Linked DNA regions of Mus musculus: regions 2 and 3 are each linked to region 1. Evidence: chromatin contacts called from public ChIA-PET and HiChIP or PLAC-seq data. All regions are on one chromosome and are shown on one strand. The core of a region is the stretch at or near the end of the contact, and the rest is flanking DNA. Distances in the headings are between cores, read along the strand shown.

Region 1 (3,987 bases), core at 1,023-3,522:
AGGATTGCTGGGTAGGCCAAAGAAAAGAAAAATTAGCATCAATGGCTAGGCCTGATGGCAGGCCAGGAAGGCACTCAAACTCCAACCTGGAGTAGAATGTCACAGCAGCACTGAAATTCTTTGTGTAGCTGATATGACTTCATAGCTATCAGCAAACATACTAGATGCCTGCTTTCTGTGAGGTAGGGCTAGCCATTCTCACTAATTAACTCTGGGGGCTTTCATTAATTAACTTTGGGTCAGAAACTTTTGAACATTGGATGGCCAATAAACCAAAGAGCTTGGATACTAAAGTGTGCAGCTAGGAGAACAAGTGTTTTGGAGTTAGGATAGATCCAGAGTTAATCCAGGTCTGCTGTTCCCTGGTATTGGAACTTGACAAATTATAGGTCTGAGTCTGTTTCCTTTTTAGCAAAAATCACAGCATTTCTCCCTATGTAGAAGTATATAGCTATAAGAATTGAGTGGATTTCAACTACTTGGGACTATACCCCCCCCCCCACACACACAATGTCCACACTTCTTTTTCTGAGTGTAACATTAGGCAGAGAGACTGGAAAGAAGCTACCGTCTCTGAGCCTGAGAAGGGGTGAGAATCCAGATAAAAGGCCCCAATGACTCATTTTTTCAAACACTGTTCCCCCTGATTTTCAGACTAGTACTCAATAATGACCCCCCCAGCCCCCCTTCTGAGAACTTCTTGTTCTTCCTTACAAAGGATTGGAACTACGCCAGAGGGTAACACTCACAACAGCACAGGCTCACAACCATGTGAAAGGTGTTGCTTACAAGAATTGAGCCACAGTCTGTTTGCATTGTTACCAGTAACAAGTGGACATAAAACAAAGCCACTGAATAACATCCCAAAGTGTCCCCGGACAGACTGGTTAGATTATTTTGTGTTACCAGGAAGTCAATATTCACCATTCAGCTTTCAAAGGAAAAGCTGGAGACAAGGGGGAGGGGGGGAGAGGGAGGGAAAAAAAAGCAGGGAGAGAAGAAAATAGAGAAAAATAATGGGTGGCAATGAAGAGAGATAGATGGTTTTGCTATATTAAGACATGACAAAGAAACCCGTTTTTATTGTTGGACTTTAGCAAACCATCTACCCTTTTATGAGCTAGGTAGGGTATTTTTCAATGATTAGAAAATGGTAAAACTGTTGCACAGTGAGGCAATTTGCTTAGAAACATGTACTGCTTAAAGACTAAGAAACTGCAACAAAGGTTTGTATCAATAGTGACTAGTATTTAATTGAGTCAATTTGATTCCTTTTTGCAGAGCTTTTGCAAACCACTTCTGGCCAAAACTATGTCTAATTTCTTTGACCTGTCACAGCAACTGACTATAGATGTCATGTGGTAATTAACTTTCCATCACTCTTTTGTGTGGTCTGTATCATTTTCTTCAAGAATTTACTTTTTTTTTTTTTTTTTTTTTGGCCCATCATCTTTGCAGCTGCCCTTTCAAGTAGTTACGACTCTTGTTACTAATTATCCAGCAGTTTAGTTGTAACACAGTAACACGCAAACTAATTGGAGTCCGGAACTTTATTAAACTCTTTTTGAGTCGTCACTGTAACCAGTGTTTTCACATACTTTGGTTAGAGATTTCAAGAAATGCCAACCATCAAACTAAGAAAGTTTGGATGACAGGTGCAAGTCCGCTTGTTGCCGCGTCCAGCAACTATTTCAAGTAGCAGTCTCCAACTACTGACCCTCCTGTCTACCCGAGCATCCTCTCGGCGGTGCCTAACTCTGGAGAGCTCCTCTGGACAGGGACTGCCCAAGTTCTCAGGGCGCGAGACGCAGCAGGGCTGTGCCTCTCGGCGTGGGCAGACGCAGCGGACTTGTCGGACCTCCCCGGGGATGCGCAAACCCGAGGCGCGAAACCAGCCAGCAGGCGCCGGGGCGAGCAGAGCTGTCCAAGTGCAGACTCGAGGGGCGGCCGGTGGCCCGGGGGCGGAGGCCTCCTGTCCCCCCGAGGCGAGCGGTCCTAGGCACTGAGCCTTCCCGAGGGAGCCCCGCGCGGAGCGAGTCGGCGGCGGAGGCACCGAGGCGCCCGCTCCGGAGCCGGGGACCGAGCGCACCTGGCACCTGCCGCCCCGCCTGCGTGCCGAGCGTCCCGCCGAGGAGGGCCACCGGGACTCGGCTCGCTCTCGCCGGCTGGGCTGGCCGCGCCTCGCCGCGGAGAGAGTGGGTGGGCAGGCAGGGGAGGGAAAGGAAGGAGGGAGGGAGGGAGGGAGGGAGAGGGCGACGCGCGTCCCCGAGGCGGGGGCGCGCTCTCGCGCGGGCTGCCGGGATCGCTCGCCGCCGCTGTGGTAATGTCCGCCATGTTGGCCATGGCGCAGGGAGCGGATCGGGCGGGCGAGCGGCGGATCTAGAGTGTGGAAGCGGCCGCGGGCGGCGGGGGGCTGTTCTGGGGCGGGGTGGGCGCCCATGCTGGGGCCGGGGGCACTGCGGAGGAGGAGGAGGAGCGGGCCGGCCGCGCTGCACTGAGGAAGGAGGTGGAGGAGGCGGCGGGAGTGCTCCCCCCCCCTCCCCGCCCGCCCCGCCGCCGCCGCCCGGGCTGTTCCTGTAAGGCGGGGAGACAATGAGTAAACTCTCCTTCCGAGCGCGGGCGCTGGACGCCGCCAAACCGCTGCCCATCTACCGCGGCAAGGACATGCCTGATCTCAACGACTGCGTCTCCATCAACCGGGCCGTGCCCCAGATGCCCACCGGGATGGAGAAGGAGGAGGAATCGGTAGGGACTCGAGTGTTTATTACCCCCCCCTTCCCTCCTCCCCCCTCCCCTTTGTCAGCCGGGCCTCGCCATTCACAGAGCGCTTCTACGCTCGCTGGAGGGCGCCGCTGCCGCTGCGCGCTCCGGACCCTACGCCGGCGGAGTAGCGTAAACCCGTCGGCCGGCGCAGCGCCCGCCCGCGGCCGCCATGTTGTTGCGTCCCAGTGTTGTGATTAGCTCTCGGCGCCGCTTACGCTGCCGTAAGGGGGCCCTGCCGTAAGCAGCGGCCGGGAATGGCGCAGGGATGCGCCGGCCCGCACTTGGCGTACAGCCTCTGTTTACCTCGTAGACATCTCGCCGGGAGCGGGGTTAATGGGTCGAGAAAGGGTCCTTGGGCTAAGGCGCTATTTTCGTTGCGTTTTAAAATTTGTGCGTGCACGAAATTGCCTTTGAAACAAACGATCTCGGGAAAGTAGAGCTCTTTCAAAACATGCATCTTCCTGCTAGTGGGGTGATGGGTGATGGTTTGCGCTGCCCGCTAGAGGTGCCGCGGGAGTAGGCGATGCATCCCTGCGGCCGGGCAGCGACCCCCGGTCCGGACTCTGCGTTAGCGAGTCCTCTGATCTGCACGCCGGCTTCGCCTGCCGGGCTGGCCCCTCCTCGGTTGTGCGGAATTAGGACGGAGCCCGAATGCTTGAAACTGGCCTCCAGGCCCGCGCTTCCCGTGCAGCGAGCGTCCGGGGAAGTTGCATGCGGGATGGCTGTTTACAACTTGAGGGCTCAGAGCGTCCGCATTGACAGTTGCGTTTTTGACCAGATGTTAAAATTTGGACAAAATGCTGTTTCCTTCTTCCCGGGGGTTAAGTTATACCCAAGACTGAATTTCCTCCGATTTGACAGTGTTTACGACTCTGGAGTGTTGTTACTTGTGTGCGGAGTTCATAGTAACTGCACCCTGAAGAATTTCTTCAATGAACCTTCAGTCCCGCCTTATTGTCAACCACGGGTGTGTGTGGATTGGCTCCCTAGCTTCTGTTACTGTCAAAAGAAAGCTGGAGGTTTCTGTGATTGGCTTTCTCTTTTGACTATTAATATTGCAGGAAATGCCTTTAAGCATTTGATTGGCTGCTCGAATTCTGACCTCACTGTGTTGGTGCTTTGACTTAATCACATTTCTTTTTGGTGTTTGATTACCTGATTTAACATTTTCAGTAGAATATTAAATAAGACCTCTTTTTAAACCTTCAGGAAATTAAAACTCAG
Region 2 (3,987 bases), core at 876-3,375, 120 kb before region 1:
CTTTAGTCTATTTTACATATATAAGGAAAAGTATCTGAAGTTAGTACCTAGATACATAACATATCCAACCTTATACACAGAAAGTGTTTATATGACTCATAATACAGAACATTATCTCACTAAGCAGCTGTTAGGTAAAGGTTTCTGTAAAGGAGTTTGTCTACGAAGAAAGACTGACCAGGTTGTGAGATGCTAAAACTTAGGTTTAGAATACCACCCCACCTTCTGCGCTGCCCCTACCCACCCACTGCCAGAGGCCTGTGCATTAGCATATTGGTCTCCAGGGTGATGTTATTTGGACTTGGAGATAGGACCTAGCTCCAAAAATCTTGGATCCATGGAGGTGTTCCTTCCAGTGGGATTTTGGGGACCCTCTTTGTTTCTCTCTATGAACATGAGATGAGTGACTTTGCTCTACCGCCCACTCCCCTGAGAAGTCCTGCCACACCACAGATCCACAAGCACTAGGGCACTTGACCATGGACTGAAACTTCCAAACAGTGAGCCAACATTTCACTGTATAAGGCCATTTGTTATAGCAGCAGAAAACTGACGACCACATAGGATGAAAGAGGGCCTCCACAGTCAGCTTGCAGGGAAGGAGGGAGTTTCACGGAACAAGAAGTTACTGACTGTAGGAAAGATGAAACAGGAGGTCGGTCCCTTTACCCTTCATACTCCCTTCACTTTCCATCGGGGGATCCAGAGGAGACTTTTCACGAGGAGACTTTAAAAGATTTGCTCCTGTGAAGAGATTTACAAGAAAGATATCCTTGTGCTGTTCATTATAAACTCTCCCTAAATTTCTTGAAGTCTAAAGGTGAAATTGGGGTGGGGGAATTACCATGGATTTGCTGTAATTGAATTTCTTGTTCTAGCTGGTTTCGAGGCTGAGTTTTATACCAAGAATGGCTTCGAATCAGTTCTTAATGATAGGGAACTGACTTGTGAGTTCTTAACTCATGCATGGTAACAAGTAGTTCATGCTTTCAACAAAGTGACCAAAGCCTCTTCATCCTTCCCAGTAATTGGTATTAGGACAACTCTACTCCAGGAAGATCATGTCTCTACCAAACATGTGTCCCTCAGTGTATATGCCTCCTACCACAGGCACACACAGGTGAGCTTCACTTAACTAAATCCAGCTTTGGTAGCCTCTTCACCTTCTTTTGCCCACTCTGGAACAGGAATCTAATAGGAAAGTGAGTCTCATTCAATCCATATATATATATATATATATATATATACATATATATATATATATATGTATATATATATATATATATATATGTATATATATATATATATATATATATATATATATATATATATGCATATCAGCCAGGCATGGTGGCTCACAACTTTAATCCCCAGAACTGGAGAAGCTAAGGAAGAAATGTGTACCAGCCTTGGATACAGAGACTCCATCTGCTAAACAAAATTTCTCAAATTAGTCTATGACACAAAGTCCAACCCTTGAAACTAAGCCAACACTAAGGTGAGAACCAGATAGATCATTCTCTCTGTGCTTGACAAAGAGCTTTGTGATCTCTGGCTCTGGTCCCTGAGGGCAGTGGGAGTTACCTGTTTCATTGAAGGCACAGACCTGGGCCAATCTAGATCATCATCTGAGCTTCCTGTTCTTGACCCAGGACACATGCTACCACTTGCTACAGGTGCCTAGTAGAGAGTATCATCTTTCAGAGGGGAAAATAGCCACCAAACACTAAGTGTTGGTTATTTTCTATAACATGCTTTGATTTCCTCTATCAAACTCAGGAAATTCTGGCTTCACATTGTGGCTTTGTAGCTTCCTGTCTCTCCAACTATCGAATTCTAAAGGTAGTTGTGTTTTCCCTTCAGATAACCATCCACAGTACCAAAGAGGACAGACTTCTGACCCCTTCTCATACTGAATTCTAAGTAGGGACATAACCTCAATTGGATCCCTCACTGTGTGGAAATACACATCCTACGATTCTGCCTTTGTCGGTAATCACTTAAACAGTCCTTTCTGGTCACTTTGAAGATGTTGTTTCTGTCTCGTAGAAGCTTACAGTCTAAGATACCTACGAATCCGCTGAAGTCCAGAAGTCGGAAATCTGAGGCATATAGCAGGGGAACCTCAGGCTGGTTAGCAGTCAGCACAGGAAACAGCAGAACCATTACACAGGATGTCTCACTGGGTCAAGGAGCTCAAGTAAAGGACTGAGGTCTCTGTGGACAATTTCCAGAAGATAAATAGGAGTGCATGGAAATAGTTCCCGGAGAGTGGCTAGAGGGGCAGTCAGGTGCTAAGAGGGCTGTAAGAGGAAGAGAGAAAGAAAGGCCATTTTAAAAGGTCATTTGTTCTAAGATGTTTGGGAAAGGCAGAGATATGAAGTGGTAGCGCGTAGTGATGACGTAAGCACAGGTGCACACGGTGCCTCTTTGTGCTCCTTTCTGGCTTTCACCCTTCCTTGTCCAACGACTGAGTACACGAGAAAATGGTTCTTTCCCAGATTTGGATGACTGAGCCAAGGCGGGGCCTGATTAGAGAAAGACCTAACCAGGTTCCCTTGACCAATCAGAAAGACCTAACCAGGTTCCCTTGACCAATCAGAAAAGCCTAACTAGGTTTCCTTGACCAATCAGAAAGACCTAACCAGGTTCCCTTGACCAATCAGAAAGACCTAACTAGGTTTCCTTGACCAATGAGACAAAATGATGAGTAGGGAGCATTTAAGTTCCTTTAGGAACTGTTTGCCAAATGCCACCAAAAAAGATTCATTATGGGTCTTTGTATTTAAAAAAAAAAAAAAATCAAGTTGGTGAGAATGAAGTGGCTATCACTGGGTGATGTCCATGCCTAGGCTACAAGGACTATGGAAGCAGCTGGAAGAGAGAGAACATTTAGACAGCTGGAATCTAGACCTAGCAAACAGGTGCCTGTAATCTCAGTATTAGAAAGGCTGTCAGGATTAGGAAGATGGCGATTTCCAGGCCAGCTCAAATATGTCTAGGAGGGAACCCTGTTGCAGAAGAGAAATAGATGCAATGACAGAAGCCAGGGACCCTGAATAAGAGGTGACAGTAGCCCTCAGTATCTTTCAAAGGCTGGACTCTACATTTAAAAATGATTCTTTTATTTCTCATGATAATTCTTTGAGATGAGAACTATGGGGCCTCCTTAGAGATTGCATCAGTGAGGAAACCAAAATCAAGTTAGTTCAATGTGAAAAGCTGGTTCTTCAGTCTTCAGCCACTAGATAATTCTAACAAGAGAGAGGTGACCCCTGAAGCCACCTGGCATAGGAACACAGAAGGAGCTGTGTGACAGGTGGAACTTCACCCAGAGAATCCTCTCCTGAGGACGTTAAGGGGAGACTGCAGAGTGTTTGTCCCCTCCAAAAATCTATTTCCAGTAGGAAATAGGACCTTTTGAGAGGGTGATTAAGGTCCATCGAAATCTAATAGGACTGCTGTCCTTGTAGAAAAAGGAGAGAAACTAGGAAATGCGTACATCAGTGGTAAGACACTGTAAGAGCCATGTGCAAGCCAAGGAGAGCCCACTGATCCTTGCTCTTGTACGTCCAGCATCTAGAACTGAAAAATATTTGTCTATTGCTTAAGCCACACAGTCTGGGACATCTTGCCATCTTGCAGGCAGCCTATCTGACTAACAAGGAGACAGGCACCTGGCAGGCTAAAGGAGGTTGGTACCAAAATCAAAACGGACCCAGGTCCTCAAGATTTTATCCCTTCTCTCTCCTGGGTTTGGGGGGCTGTTCAGTGTCAGAGGGGTATCTGTCAGAGGCAGGTTCTACCAAGGCCGCATAAAACCCTGAATGCACAGATGAGAAGCAGCGGAAATCAGGATCTCCTTGTTTCATGTCTGCGTGCAGCAGCTTCCGGTTCTGTGTTTCTAGCGGCCCTGTTTGAAGCGGTGTGACCGCTCCGGCTGCTTAATCTTTCATCCTGGCTTGTTGGCAGTTCCAAAGTCACCTA
Region 3 (3,987 bases), core at 692-3,191, 87 kb before region 1:
AGAGGTTAAGAGCACCAACTGCTCTTCCAGAGGTCCTGAGTTCAATTCCCAGCAACCCTATGGTGGCTCACAACCCTCTGTAGTGTGATCCAATGCCCTCTTCTGGTATGTCTGAAGACAATGGCAGTGTGCTCACATGCATAAATAAAGAAATCCTTTATATGTTTATATGAATGTGGGCAGCTGAGGACACCCTAGCCCTCATTCCAGCTTTTCCTTAGTCTCCATAGCTGTAGTTGTCCAGTGTGCAGAAACACTGCTGTGAGCAGCTCTCCCTGGAAGATGATTCCTGGCTCTGGCTCCTCTAATATCTTGGGGTCTTAACCTCTGACCCATCTTTCCAGCACTTATTTTCTTTTAAATTCAAAAGGATTATATACATATATAATATAAGAAAATCCCTTGGAGCTGAAGTTACAAGTAGTTGTGCACCACCAGAAGTGGGTGGGTGCTGGGAAACAAACTTGGGTCTTCCGCAAGGGCAGTATGTGCTCTGAACTGCTAAACGATCTCTCCAGCTCCAGGAGCACACATTTGAGAGGCCTCATCAGTGGCGACATCTTATGGGTATCAATTAGGTATCTATCAATCAATCAATCAATGTATCTGTCCAGTAGTAATGCGCCAGGCATGGTATTGGGATGAGTGTGGAGCAGTGTGCACAGATCTCTGTCTTCTTGATCCTAAATTTTGGTAGGGAAGAAAATTTTTAAAAGAAAAATGTTTCCAGTTCTAGTGAGTATTGGAGGAGTTTGGGCGGGAGACTGGACACACATAAAAAGAACTCAGCTGGCTAGAAGCAGGAGGTGAAGTCAGAAACTCCTCCTCCAGAACTGGCCTTGAAGAAAAACTCTAAATGCATCAGCAACCCAGAATAGGACTGAGAGATGAAAAACGTAAAGGCAGGGTCTGAGCTGGAATGGGGGGAAAGGTGCCTTCAGGGCAAGACCCCACTCAGCTAAACTTGTGAAAGGAAACAGCCTAAGGAATGTTTTTCTCTTAGAGAGGAACAACTAATAAAATCCACTTCAAATGCGATTCTGTAAAGGTCCACGGTTCAAAAGAATGACACCCTGGACTCCAATAGTATGTGAATGCACCCCAGACTCCAATAGTATGTGAATGCAAAGTGTTTCTTTCTGCAGAAGTCCGGCGTGCTGGGGGTCTCCCATTACCAAGACAGAGAGACAACGATGTGAGCTCTAAGCCTGATTTAAAGAACTCTGGAATTCCGGCGTAGAAGAGCTTTATCTTTATCTCTAGTCGTTCTGGAACCATTACCGGGGCGTGGGGGCTGGAAGCTTGCTGAGGAATCCCCGGGGTAGGTGGGCTTTTTCTTCCTCTATCTCTAGGCATTCCGGAACTATTATGGGACATGGAGGCTGGAGCCTGGGGTTTTTCCTATTAGTAATTGATTTGTCTGGGCTTTCCTGGATTTGCCCAGTTCTTAGGCCCAGTCTTCTTCGCTGCCAATTTGAAGTCTGTCATGGAGTCAGCCTAGCCTTCTTAATTCTAGAGGCCTGGGTTCACCCAAAGTTGGTAGCCTAACTTGCCAGTGTCACCCGCACGCAGTCTTTAGAATTAGGAAGTATACAAGGTCATGAGATCTTCTAAGGTTACAGAGAGCTGTTGCGTCTGGCAGGGGAGTCCCTGCACGGAGGCTCTGAGAGACCAGTGTGGGATGCCGTGAATGTGAAGCCTGATTGCTTTGGAGACCCCAAGATGTCAGAGCAGCCAGAGCCAGGAACCAACTGCCAAGGAGAGCTGCTCACGGGGAGTGCTTCTGCACACAGGAACCAGCCTGAGAGAGAGAAGTGTGTTGCAGGCAGCAAAGGTGGAAGGATAGCTCTTTAAGCCCTCAGACATCAGACTTGGAACTCTGGGAGTCGGAGTTTGTCGTGCTGGGTTGTGGTCCTGATTTGATGCTGCATTCCCTCTCCCCCTCCCCCACCCCTGCCCCGCCGGCCTTTCCTTTCTTTTGGGATGGTAACGTATATTCTGTGCCATTGTATATTGGAAGTGTGTAGGTTTCGTTGTTGGTGGTGGTTTGTTTTTCTTGTTTAAGCAAGGTTTACAGTTAAGAGATCTCCTGAGCTCAGAACCTTGGGCATTTAAATGTACGGAGACTGAGGGACTATGGAGCCTTTTGAAGTTGGATTAAATGTACCTGGCTGTACAGGTATGGAAGCCAGGGAGTGGAATGTGTTGGTTTAAATAAGAATGAGCTGCATTCGGCTCACCGGTTTGAATACTTGGTTCCCAGTTGGTTTAACCGGTTGGGAACAATTAGGAGGTGTGGCCATTTGGGGAGGAAGTATGTCCCTTGGCGGAGGGTTTGAGATTTCAAAAGACCATGCCAGTGAGTATGCTCTCTGCCTCCTGCATGGTCCTGTGAGCTCTCAGCTGCTGCTCAGGCCTCCCCTCACTGACCCTGCAGTCAGCATGGACTCTAATCCCCTGGAATGCAACCAAACTCTTTTACAAGCTGCCTTAGCCATAGTGTTATAGCACGGTCATAGAAAAGTGACCAAGCTTCCAGTTCTGACTTAAAATTCACCTCCGTGTTGATAAGGATGTTTCCATGGATGAAAGCTCTCAGGGTGAACATCTGTATCCATGATGTCTGAGGTGGTTTGTTAACCCTCACCACCATGTCAACCCCTCCCAGGTTCTTTTTCTGAAACCAATATATACTATACACATGCGCAAACCCTGTCATTAATGGAGCCACCGCTATTGAGAGGTAGGGCCAAAACATAGGAAAGCTCTAAGGCAGAAATACCATGGAATGGCTGGACAGGGTAATCTACTAGAGTTTAAAGAAAGAGATTATGGTGAGGCAAAGAAGACACTGGGCGGATCTCAAGTGAGCTCCCAGTAGCTCTTGAGAGAAGAGAGGGGATGTGAAAAAGCTATCAGCAAAGACTTAGGCATCAGACAGAAACAGCAGGCAGGAAGACTCTGTGAAGGAGAGTGCACTAAGCGGTTAATAATCCCAGGACAGACAATGCCAAGGTGGGAGGATGGTCCTTGAACCCTCTCCCCTGGGAACAAGTGTGTCCTTATCACAACCCAAAAACAAAGGGTCTGGGTCTGAGTTATAGAGGCAAACACCAGGCATTTTCTACTTAGAAAATAACATCTTGAGGTTCAGCAATGGGCACTTCAGATGAAAGATAGTGGCAGAGGTAATAGAACATCTGATACTTTATCAAAAACTAACAGAAATACGAGCCTCCAGAGAAGCTGACATCTTCTACAATGGCTCAGGCTCATTTGCCCCTCTCCTTACATCTGCAGAACGGTGGACTATTTAGGTGGCTGACAAGGGGGTGCACCCCATGGGGTGCTTGCTTCAGCACACCATCCACCCGGAAGCCTTAATGAAGATGCTGGGATGGGAGAAGAGAAGCCGCCATGTGAAGTATCCTGCAGCAGTGGTAATGTTGAGTCTGTTTCTGAGGAGAGAGAAGCATTAGTCACTGAAATCAACATGATGGAGTGAGTCCTAACGCCGATTAAACCAGCTGGGTTTGGAAGGCAATTGCGTTTCTTTATGACAATTATTGGCAAATTAAACACATGCTATGGAAGTTATTAATTGATGTGTTAGATGTCACCCCAAGGCAGAGAATGAGAGAGCACACACCAATGCTTTAAGTATCTTCTACGGAATGTTATCCAGATCTTGTCCCATGAAGTATCTTCATTTCCCTGGATTTAATTCATCCATCTTTTCTTTCACTCCACTGGGCTGCTTTGAACCTCTGGGTCCTTTCGGCCTCTCTCCAGGACAGACACCATTCAGTCCACCTTAAGGTGTTAGACAGCTGTGCCTTTTGCCACTTCCTGGCACTGTAGGTCTTTATGTTAGTGGAAGGGGCCAAATGTGTCTACCCTCTTTGCCCTCTGAGTCTTTTATGACTCTGCAAGTAGACAGAGGTGTGGGTTTTAACTAGGAAATAGGGCGAGTCTGAGGGGCCTTTG

What was found. ChIA-PET counts read pairs in DNA pulled down with a chosen protein or histone mark. HiChIP or PLAC-seq counts read pairs in DNA pulled down with a chosen protein or histone mark.
Region 2: a contact with region 1 is called in an RNA polymerase II ChIA-PET map of memory CD8 T cells, with 12 read pairs. The contact joins the enhancer-like site here to the promoter of Epc2 in region 1. A contact is called at or near these places in 1 of 484 Hi-C or Micro-C datasets (cortical neurons), 4 of 115 datasets of contacts at active chromatin or transcription factors (bone marrow-derived macrophages, embryonic stem cells, extraembryonic endoderm stem cells and 1 more) and 1 of 9 other capture datasets (pancreatic islet).
Region 3: a contact with region 1 is called in an H3K27ac HiChIP or PLAC-seq map of embryonic stem cells, with 39 read pairs. The contact joins the enhancer-like site here to the promoter of Epc2 in region 1. A contact is called at or near these places in 3 of 39 promoter capture datasets (the C10 cell line and embryonic stem cells), 64 of 484 Hi-C or Micro-C datasets (the AML12 cell line, B cells, the C10 cell line and 31 more), 15 of 115 datasets of contacts at active chromatin or transcription factors (the SCID.adh cell line, bone marrow-derived dendritic cells, bone marrow-derived macrophages and 5 more) and 3 of 9 other capture datasets (liver, macrophages and pancreatic islet).

The regions. Positions count from the first base shown.
Region 1 is chr2:49,449,214-49,453,200 of GRCm38.p6, forward strand. It overlaps Epc2 (enhancer of polycomb homolog 2), which reads left to right and starts at 2,273. Exons shown (of 14, transcript NM_172663.4): 1 at 2,273-2,745. The coding sequence starts at 2,593.
Region 2 is chr2:49,331,641-49,335,627 of GRCm38.p6, forward strand. No RefSeq gene overlaps it. Among named protein-coding and RNA genes, the nearest start is that of Gm25215, 65 kb to the right of the region's middle. Within about 2 kb of position 2,126, at least 7 of the 459 cell types and tissues checked have an H3K27ac peak or open chromatin away from gene starts, as enhancers often do. A contact at or near this core is called in memory CD8 T cells, where this site is marked.
Region 3 is chr2:49,362,435-49,366,421 of GRCm38.p6, forward strand. No RefSeq gene overlaps it. Among named protein-coding and RNA genes, the nearest start is that of Gm25215, 34 kb to the right of the region's middle. Within about 2 kb of position 1,942, at least 8 of the 459 cell types and tissues checked have an H3K27ac peak or open chromatin away from gene starts, as enhancers often do. A contact at or near this core is called in embryonic stem cells, where this site is marked.